Regions from separate parts of the Sus scrofa genome. Here region 1 is linked to region 2. The links are chromatin contacts, called in public HiChIP or PLAC-seq maps. All regions are on one chromosome and are shown on one strand. Each heading gives the region's core, a stretch centred on a gene start, on an enhancer-like site or on the middle of the called end of the contact. The rest is flanking DNA. Distances are from core to core; before and after follow the strand shown. Region 1 overlaps REEP3 (receptor expression-enhancing protein 3). Region 2 overlaps JMJD1C (probable JmjC domain-containing histone demethylation protein 2C).

What was found. HiChIP or PLAC-seq counts read pairs in DNA pulled down with a chosen protein or histone mark.
Region 1: an H3K27ac HiChIP or PLAC-seq map of alveolar macrophages shows a contact between it and region 2. The contact joins two enhancer-like sites. A contact is called at or near these places in 2 of 2 datasets of contacts at active chromatin or transcription factors (alveolar macrophages and skeletal muscle).

The regions. Positions count from the first base shown.
Region 1 is chr14:67,001,679-67,007,036 of Sscrofa11.1, forward strand. The region is part of intron 1 of REEP3 (receptor expression-enhancing protein 3); the gene reads left to right. Among named protein-coding and RNA genes, the nearest start is that of JMJD1C, 37 kb to the left of the region's middle. Within about 2 kb of position 3,028, at least 13 of the 83 cell types and tissues checked have an H3K27ac peak or open chromatin away from gene starts, as enhancers often do. A contact at or near this core is called in alveolar macrophages, where this site is marked.
Region 2 is chr14:66,713,110-66,718,636 of Sscrofa11.1, forward strand. The region is part of intron 3 of JMJD1C (probable JmjC domain-containing histone demethylation protein 2C); the gene reads right to left. Among named protein-coding and RNA genes, the nearest start is that of MIR1296, 100 kb to the right of the region's middle. Within about 2 kb of position 2,877, at least 11 of the 83 cell types and tissues checked have an H3K27ac peak or open chromatin away from gene starts, as enhancers often do. A contact at or near this core is called in alveolar macrophages, where this site is marked.

The DNA.
Region 1 (5,358 bases), core at 1,778-4,277, 290 kb after region 2:
TCAAGACATGGAGGCAACCTAAATGTCCATCAACAGAGGAATGGATAAAGAAAATGTGGTGCATGTATGTGATGGAATATTACTCAGCCATAAAAAAGAATGAGATAATGCCATTTGCAGCAATGTGGATAAACCTAGAAATTATCAAACTAAGTGAAGACATTCAAAGACAAACATATATCACTTATACATGGAACCTAAAATATGAAACAAATGAACTTAGTTACAAAGCAGACACAAACTCACATAGAAAACAAACTTTTTATCAGCACACCATTTTAAAAAATAAAGTTGTTCATATTCTAAAAATAACTAACAAGAGTGCCCATTGTGGCTCAGGGGAAACAAATTTGACTAGCATCCATGAAGACACAGGTTCAATCCCTGGCCTTATTCGGTGGGTTAAGGATCCAGCATTGCCATGAGCTGTGGTGTAGGTTGCAGACGTGGCTTGGATCTGGTTGCTGTGGCTGTGGCATAGGACAGCAGCTATAGCTCCAGTTCGACCCCCAGCCTGGGATCCTCTATATGCCACAGGTGCAGCCCTAAAAATACAAAAACAAACAAACAAACAAAAAAACCTAACAAAACACACAAACATTTATGGTTACCAAAAGGGAAAGAGGAGGTAGGGAGGGATAAATTAGGAGTTTAAGATCCATAGATACAAACTACTATATATAAAATAGATAAACAGCAAGGTTCTACTGTACAGCATGGTACTACATGCAACATCTTGTGATAAAGCGTAATAGTAAAGAATATATATATAATTGAATCGCTTTGCTGTACAGCATAAACTAACACATTGTAAATCAAATATACTTTGGTGAAAAAAATTTTTAAGGGGTCTCATATTTTGTTATGTATGATATATATTTATATATAGAGAGAGATGTAGATATTTCTCAGATATATATTTTGTTATATATGACAGTAATACATTGGTGGGTCACAACTATGAAGATAGCTTCTGAATGTTGACTGATATTGGAGATGATTGCTATTGAGTTATACACTGTATGGATTATAAAGGTTTTTGGTATAGTGCTAAGAGCACAGATCTTGAAATTAGAAATCTTATGTTTGTTTTGGTTTCGACACTTGGCAGGTGCCTAATTCATAAGATCGTTCATCTTTCTGAGCCTTATCTGTACCAATAGAACATACCTACCCCACATATGATTTCCTTATTTGTATGACAGAATGGAAAAATTACACCTGGTAAACTGGGGAATGCTACAGCTTATGGGGACCATCCTGTCCTTTTGGTTATGTATGACATTCTATAGAACTCTGTTCACAGGATGCCTAGCTCCTTGAGGACTTCAGGAGTTTGTGGTTCTACAGTGTGTTTTGTATTGAGTTCAGCATTATGTTTAAGTATTTTGGTGGGGGGTGTGGGTCCACCACATAGTAGGCCCTGGTGGTGGTGGAGTGAGATGGTGGCTAGGGAAGAAAGTAAGAGGATGATGAAATACTAGTCTGCTTTACTGTGGATTGATCTCTCTCCCCTAGTTTTATCTTCAGCTTTCCTTTTAGAGTAGAAATTAAAGCTCTGAAGTAAAATTAGAAGTTGAGCTCTGACAACATGAAAATTCCAAGCTTCATAGCTCTTGATGACTATAATTAAAACATGTATAAAATATTTCAAAGGAATTTTTTTACTGCATTTTTTTCTCCTTGGCAGTTTTAAACTTGTATCACTGGCTAGAGAATTCAAGGCTTGGGCTCTTCTCATGGGTTTGACTTTTTCTTCCTGATTGTAATTTTCATATTTTTCTTTAAGGCCACTTAACTTGTTTTATTAAATGGGAATTCTCGACTAACAGAGACACTTAACAACTTCTATTCTTTTCTGGAAATTTCTGTAAGACAAACATTACATATTATTTTGCAGTCATCAGGCATGAACTTTGCTATGTGATGGCTGCTGAAACAGTGGCATAATGACTCATTTAGAAAGAATATACACAGATACATGGAATCATCGCTGGACCTTGTAGCAGTTGTAATCATTTGAATTTAAACAGGCGCACATTTATTATTTTCAAAAGATATATTCATTTTTGCTACTTTACTCTTTAGAACTCTCTTTTCCCTTATGGTCTCTTACATTTATTTTAGTGTTTAAGTAAGGATACAGTTTAACACAAGTCAAGAAAAAATATAGCCATTTTCACATTACTTTTAAAAATACAGTTAGAGCTTAGCATAGGGACAGCACATTGCTTAATCATAATGAGTTTTAATCCAAAACTAAAGTAGCCTAATGTTGTCACTTTAGTGTTTGGAAGATGCAGAATTCAGAAATTTAAACTCTTTGGCCCCACTTCCAAAGATTCTCATTCTTAATTGATTCGTATATATAGACAGATTTGGGAGCTTCTAAACCATTTATAGAGGATGCTTTCCAAATAGTTCTTATGGGTTTAGGATTACTCAGAGGATTCTGTAATCACTGAAACTAAGTTTTCTAATGACAATTTAATTGCATTTGTCTCTTGTTTACTGATGATCCTAAAAAAGATTTCTCCTGGGGGAATAATACTGCTCTGAAAAAAATCAGAGAACTACTTTAATAGACTACTTCTAGGATTCCCTTAATATGTAAGATTCTAATTTTATTTTAAAAATTCACCAGAGTCTGTGTTTATATTAGAGACTTAATCTTAAAATAGATTTGAACTACAATAAAGGGCAAAAACCTTTTGCCCTCTTTCTCTTTATCATCTTGCATGAAGCCTTTATTAACCTGGTTGTCCTAATAGCCTGCCTTTTTGATTTTACTAAATTCTATGAATTCTTTCTCCATATAATATTTCGTTGTCTTCCTGATAAAAATATACTATAGTTTCCCTTGGCTAAAACACATATAGGCAGTGGTTTGCTGGTAATGCTTAACAGCTGGGGCAAAGGGACTGATTCATATCATTTGTTAATTTCCATGATGTAACTACTCCCTACAATAATAGCCTATTTTAAGCTACCAGTGTGATGTCACCAATTGTGGAGCTGAGAAGAGACATACACAGCCTACTTCGTATTTCCACCGTACAGATAAAATAGGTGTCATGAGCATAGCAAAATGTAGTAAGGTAGTTAGAAATAAAATAACAAGGAAAAGATGAGTTTGAGTATTTACTGTTTTATGTATTTAAATTAGTTTACCATAAGATATCCAAGAAATTATTTCCATGCTTCTTTGGGGAAATAGATTGTTTCAAAATGGGAAATTTTCACTTTGCACTTTCTACCTTATTAATTTTTTAGATCAATTACCTATGTTAAAAGCTCTAAGCAACAACAACAAAAAGCAGTTAAAAAGCAGCTCTCCAGGTGATTTTGAGTGTGGCTAAGTCAGGGAACAACCAGTGGTTCCCAGTTACAGCAACCTATGCTAAAAAAAATGCCTTTCTTGGTTCTCTGGCACCGTAGAGCTGAATTCTGTGCTTAAACACAGTGACGACTACATCTTAACTAATTTTTTTATGCTCTGTTTTGTCCTTGAAATTATTAGAGAAATTATTTGCCAAATGTACATTTTAGAACATAAAGAAAAACAAGAGAATTAAGACTAGGAAAAAACAGCCATCGGAGTAGAAAATAAAAATCTGGTGAATACAAGTCCTGTATAAATATGCTAGTCTTAAAGCCCATCATAATTGATATAGCTGATGAGCAGATTTTGCCTATGAGCTTCCTGTCAATCGGTTGCAAGGGGTCGGGGGAATAATGTAATTCTCATCAGATAAATGAAGGGCATCATTTTCTCAAAGAAAGCTGAAGCATTGCAACTGTACTGAATTCCAAAGAAAGTCTCACATTGAAATTTCATATATAGGGATACTAATATAAGAAACAATGCCCTTAACACTATTCTACTAGTATTTATAGCCGTGGGTTTCATATGGTAGTTTCTTATAAAATACTTCAAGAAGAAAAAACAAGAATGTAATAATAATAACCAGCTCAGCTAAAGTTTCCCCGAAGGAAATAGGACGGTTTAGGAATACTACCTAAAGAAAATTTTTTTTCTTTTTACCGTCATGGGAGTTCCTGGGCTAGGGGTCGAATCAGAGCTGCAGCTGAGGCCTGTGCCACAACCATAGCCAACACCAGATCCTTAACCCACAGAGCCACAATAGGAACTCCAAGATTGACCTAAATTTAGAATGACACCTCCTAGAAGAATAAAAGGTTTCGAATAAGAATGGGAAAAAAAAAAAATCTCCAATAATTCTTCTCAGCTTCTGTCCTTTGTTGTTGTGAGCTTATGCTTATGCTGTGTTAACAAGGATTCCGAGACCAGGGTCAACAGGAAAGAGCACAGTGAATGATTTGCAGTTTTTTTCTGCCACAGGAATGGCAAGTAGCAGAGACACCTCTGCATGTTTGCCATCCTTATGCCAGGCTATTTCACTAGTCTCAGTCTTTAGCATAAACTGGACTATAAACTGTTGGGGTTTATTTATACTCTTTGATCAGGGCCTGGAGTGCTGTTATTTTGTGTTGCCCTTTGAGAGTCTCTGTGGCATCTATATTTATTGTGATTAACTCATCCTCACAAGCCTGGAACGTCTGTCTTTCATCCTTCTGATTTTTGATCCTGTAGTTTATTTTGTTTACTTAATATTAGCTATCCCATTTTTGTTAATCTCTAGTCTCACAGAGTTTGTCCTTTGATGGGATAAAACACTATAATTAACATTTTTGCTTGTTGGGGAGCATGATTCTGAAAGCAGTGGAATAAGAATTTGTCAAGTGAGCAGTGCCGTGGTCATACCCCATGCTAGTATTATGTCATTTATAGCAGCAATCAGCTATTTGTCAAGCTTCATTTTAACAAAGTAAAATGTAAATTACTTCCTTTCCATTATTACAGAGGGAATTTGTAATCTAAAGACAATTTTAGGGGAAATTAAAATCGTTCTGAAATTAAATGTTAACATCATTAACTAATATTTTGGGATTTCTTTTTCTTTTAGTAGTGCTGTATACCGATGAGACTCCTACTTTATTTCACCTGTTTTGACATTACTGTTATCTTATTAAGGAAAATGGTTCTTAAATGGGTATTTTATACTTTCCTAGTAAGAATTTAAATTGATGTTGCTTTTCTAAAGAGCGTTTGGCAACGTGCATCAAAGATCTTTATATTCTCAGTCCCTTTGACTTAGTTATTCCACTTCTAGGGTAATGTCATTAGGAAATAAATGGTGATTTTTAAGTGTGGATTTTGGAGTGAGAGTACTTGGCTTTGAATCTAGAAATAAACTTATAAGCTATATGACCCTGGGTTTGTTTCTGAACTTCTCTAAGGTTCGGGCTTTGCATCTGTAAAATAGGCATGAAAAT
Region 2 (5,527 bases), core at 1,627-4,126:
GGGGAAAAAAGTTCTGGAAAATGGATAGTGGTGACAATAGTACAACACTGTGAATGTACTTAATGTAACTGAACTGTATGCTAAAATGGTTAAAATGATAAATTTTATGGTCTCCATCTTTTTAAAAAATGCCCAGGGAGTTTCAGCTGTGGGGCAGCAGAAGTGAACACGACTAGCATCCATGAGGATGCGGGTTCGACCCCTGGCCTTGCTCAGTGGGTTAAGAATTCGGCATTGCCGTGAGCTGTGGTGTAGGTCGCAGACGAGGCTCAGATTCTAAGTTGCAGTTGCTGTGGCTGTGGTGTAGGGTGGCAGCTGTAGCTCCAATTTGACTCCTAGCCTGGGAACATCCATATGCCAGGGGTGCAGCCCTATTAAAAAAAAACAAAACCAAACCATTATTCCTCTACTCCAAAAGGATAATGAAGTTGAAGTCAATCAGGTCATTGACCCAACTAAAAAATGGTTAAAAAGGCTCCTTCTGGTCACCATCCACCTGCACAGGAAAGGTACTGTTAGAATTTATGCCAGGTGGACCATCCAACACACATTCTGCTTACTCACTACATATCATGCATGTAGTGGCTTTGCTAATCTATATTATCCTGAGACAACTTACGGGGTCACCGATTTTAAGAACAGGATCACCTTCTACTTCTCTCACAGCCAGGGTAGATTCCTTGTATCTTCCTGGTGTCTGCTGCTTTCTATATTTTGCCTAAATTTACATTTACATTTTTCCATATGTTTCCATCACTAGAGTTTAAAGATCTATGCAGGCTGTGTATTTGTATACCTGAACACAACAGAGCAGACCCCCAAACATTTCAATAAAACAGTTTCCAATCATTATTTATTGACTAAAGTCTAGTGCTGTTTTGCCTTTAGTCTTAAAGCCCAGAAGAGCTGGATTTTAGAGACAATTATTTTAACAAATGCCTAAAAAGGACTTTGTTTTAAAATACTGTTTTTCAATTTTAACTCTGAACAAATATTTGAGCAAAAAACTAGAAAACAAGGCAGCTAAGAAAATGGGAGAGCTGTTTGGATTCTTTGCCTAGGGAAAAAATGAGTCTGAAAATCATGCACAAATTTGGGGTTCAGCTCTGATGCTAATAACTTGAAAAGTCTGGGGAGATTGTGCATGCAATAAAACTAGTGAAAAATTTAATATTACATTAGGAAAAATGTCAACTCTAGAAAAAGAACAATGTGCCGAAGAAAAGAATAAAGTGCAAATTAAGAGATACTTCCCATTTGATGGCTCACAAAAGCAGGGTAGTATAACATAAGTAACATTTTGGAATCTAGATGATTATTAATCAGGTTTTTGGCTCAAGTTCTATTTAGGCTACCTACTATCTGGGTGAACTTAGGTGCAACATTACAACTTACCTAAATCTCACTTTCTTTGCCCATAAAAATTGCCATTACATATTCTCTCCCTTCCTCACATTTTTTCCTTCTTTTTCTTTCAGCTTTTCATTCTCCTACACTCCTACCTCTAATTTTACCAAGAAACACAAATATTAGATTTAAAAGGTCCTCTAAAGGAGAGGGAGTGGGTGGGCAAATTGACACTGACATACAAAAGTCACATGGAAACTAGTATTATGAGAAGCAAAACTATGAGTAAGCAGAAGAAACCTGCCTGCAGAAAAGTGACTGAGGAAGGGTGGAAGAAGGAATAAGTGACTTGAGTTACTGACTTTCTAGTTCCTAATTCCATTTTAAATAAGGTTCAGCTGTACTTTTCTGGAACAAATGTATCTTTATATCCCTGCTGTATCTTTATATCCCCACCTCTTTTTAAAAAATTAAATCTAGTTTAAGTGAGTTTCCATTTCTGCTACCTATTCATTGTAGCCTCTCAAAGACTTGTGTAGAATAAAAATATATATATACCCTTAGAGCATTACACAAAATAAAGATAATGTAATCTATTTTCCTCAGAAGGTAAACATAAGAACTAAAATAATACAAATGGAAACATTCTGGAAAATGATGAACCTTATAAGTACAAAATGTTAACACACAAAGAAAATTTCAATTTAGAGATTTTAGATAACATGTCTGTGCTTTAGTAAGAATTCGCAGTTGGACAAAAGGAATAAATAAATAGTACCAACTTATTTTGATTGGCAGAAAGAAACCAGAAAAATCTTTCTCAATGGTAAGTAGCTAAGTGGTGGCTTAGAATCCTTGGAATCTGATTCTACAAGCATAATTTCACATACTTTAAATTCATAACAGCAGCCACAAAAAATTAAAAAGAGACTGGCAGATTTTTCAGCATATGATCATAGCAGATTTGGGACCAGGAGAGAACTACTGCAGACCGTGACTTATAAATGTTTTTAATCTGAATATTGCAGAACAGCTCACACTTGGGCCAAATTTCAGGCAAAATAACATGTTCCTGGACTTCATGAATACATTTTCATCACATCAAGTTTTGCAACCAGTTTTTACAAATGAAATACTCCCTTTTTAATAGCAGCACATAATACATAGAGCATACCTGATGTGTGGTATCTTAATAAGCACAATTCATAACTATTTTTGAAACTGTGGTAATATAAAATCAAACGAGAGAAAAAAGGAGTATGTAAACAGAATGCAGAGCAAAATTACTGAATATTAAAACATGATGTACCAATCTGAAAATTTTAAAAAGCCTACTTAAATAAGGAAGTATAATGATTCTGTTTTAGCTTCTGGTTCCCTTTTTCTTATGGTCCATCCTACTTTCTAGGCTTCAACTTGGCTCCACTACTGCAAGCTGTCACTTCTGACTAGAAATGGAATAAAGCCAAGCACTACACAATAGCAGCTTCCTGCTTTGGCCTCCTCTCCTAGACCACCCCCAGGCCAATGCCTGCCCACAGATGCTGATCCTACCAAGCCAATAATCCACCAGCAATCAGTTCACAGCTATGGCTATGATCTTGTGTTTTTTATACTCTTGGCACAGTGTATATCCTATAATTTCACAGTTCTCATTTTTACTGACATTATGGCAATAAAGCACCTCTAAATTTCAGTCAAATGCTAATGTGAAGGCAAAGTGAAATGGAAAAGGAAAATGCATATAAAACTCAGGGACTAATTGAGAATGTGCTCAAATTCTGTCAAAATATAATTCAGGAATAGATACAGAAAAATACAGAATATAAAGGTTTCAGTGAGTACTACTAACCCAAACAATCCTGTTATTCTAATTTTGCATAATTTCAATTTGCCTCTGGCACTGTCTGGCTCAATACTTCTCTTTTGAGATGGATTTCAGTTGAATGTCTCTTATCTCTGAGACTAAAAATCATTAGACAGGGATTGACTTGATTAGGTTAATGTTGGTCAGAAATGGTTGCTCTTCCACCTTGAGCAAGTTCACAGAATTACGGCTCTAAATGTTAGAAACTTCAAAAGTCATGTAGTCCAACTCTTTTTTTTCAATGCTTAGAAGACTTCCAAACTTCAGTACTACATTATCATGTCCTCTCCAGAGCCAAAGAAAGAAAAACAATTCTATAACTTGCTGAATATCACTTATACTTTTTGAGATGAAATAACTATCAACAGCAAGCAGAGCTTATGACTTTCCCTGTGGAAAAATGGATATGCTGTGAAGAGTAATACCACAGTAGGGTTCTGCATCTTTTCTAATACCATTTTCTTAAAGTAATAGTTTAAGAAAACAAATGTAATCTTATCTAAATATACTTCTTAAAAAATAGAAGAGGGAAGAAGAAATACTACTCAAAAAGACATATTCTACAAACGCCACCATAAAGACACATTGACTATGAATTATACTGATACTGAAAAAGTTTCTCTAGCACCACTGCAGAAAAGAATGTTGAGTGTTTCAGAGAAAACAAGATGGATTGTTAAAAAAAAGGCGCATATGGAATTCCTGTTGAGGTGCAGCGGAAACAAGTCTGACTACGAACCAAGAGGTTGTGGGTTCGATCCCTGGCCTCACTCAGTGGGTTAAGGATCTGGCATTGCCGTGAGCTGTGGTGTAGGTCGCAGACACAGCTCGGATCTGGCGTTGCTGTGGCTCTGCTGTAGGCCAGCAGCTGTAGCTCTGATTAGATCCCTATCCTGGGAACCTCTATATGTCATGGGTGCAGCCCTAAAAAGCAAAAACAAAACAAACAAACAGGCAAACAACAAAAAAAAAGAGGTACAGAGGATGGCAGAGAAATGTCCAATGATTGCATATGGTAGGAAGAGAAAGTTTCAAGTATTTACCAGAAAAGTTTGAGACACCATCTACAAACAGGAAAATTAGAGTATGTCCAAACAGCAACTCTACTGAGCAGCTTTCATATAGTACTAAGCACTTAAATGTATCATTCACTTAATATTTCTAACAATTCTGAGGTATATATTATATTTATCTTAAAGAGAGGAAACCATTTATTTAAAATGTTTTAGACCACTGCAATGTCACGTAGCTAAGAAATGGCAATGCTAGGATTTGAAACTATAACTGTATGAACTGGCTTCAAAATTTATAGCTAGGGAGTTCCCATCATGGCTCAGTGGTTAATGAATCTGACTAGGAACCATGAGGTTTCGGGTTCGATCCCTGGCCTTGCTCAGTGGGTTAAGGATCTGGCATTGCCATGAGCTGTGGTGTAGATTGCAGACGTGGCTCGGGCTCTGATCTCATGTTGCTGTGGCTCTGGCGTAGGCCGGCGGCTATCGCTCCAATTAGACCCCTAGCCTGGCAATCTCCATATGCTGTGGGAGTGGCCCTAGAAAAGGCAAAAAGACAAAAAACAAACAAACAAACAAAAAACAACACAAAATTTATAGCTAGACTGATTCTTCAAGACACTAGTGAAGATCCAATCAATCATCTGCTTCTGCTATATTACAATAACCAGATGTCACTGTTAATGCAGAAAATTTTGTTTTTGATATTCTCGTGCTTCAGAGTTCCAATGACTCACAGGGCCTACAAGATAAAAGCCACTTAGTAAATGTATGTACCAATCCTGTTCCTCTTTTATCTGACCCAATAATATTTCTTTCTCTGGTACAATGTCTACTATTCAAAATCAAACTCTCTTCTTTAGCTAGACTGATATTCTGCTGTCCCCTAGATCTACCTCATCATTAATCACACTGTTTGTCCTTTCTGCCAAAAGTCTGCTTACTCTTCCTATCTTTTACTTCCATCTCTATTCAAATGACTCCCATTCAAGCTTTACTTTCTCCTCACCCCACCCCAATTTTTTTTGGCTGCCCCATGGCATATGGATTTCAGGCTAGGGATCAGATCTAAGCCACAGTTGCAACCTATCCCGCAGTGGTGACAACACCGGATCCTTTAACCCACTGTGCTGAGCTGGGGATCAAATCCGTGTATTAGTGCTGCAGAGTGGCCACCATCCGTTGTGCCACTCCCAAGTTTTACTTTCTTCATGAGACTTCTCTCAACTATTTTCAATCTCTGCTGACTTCTTTCTTAGTATTCCTGAAGTCTTTACTATGCATTTTTGCCCCCGACTCC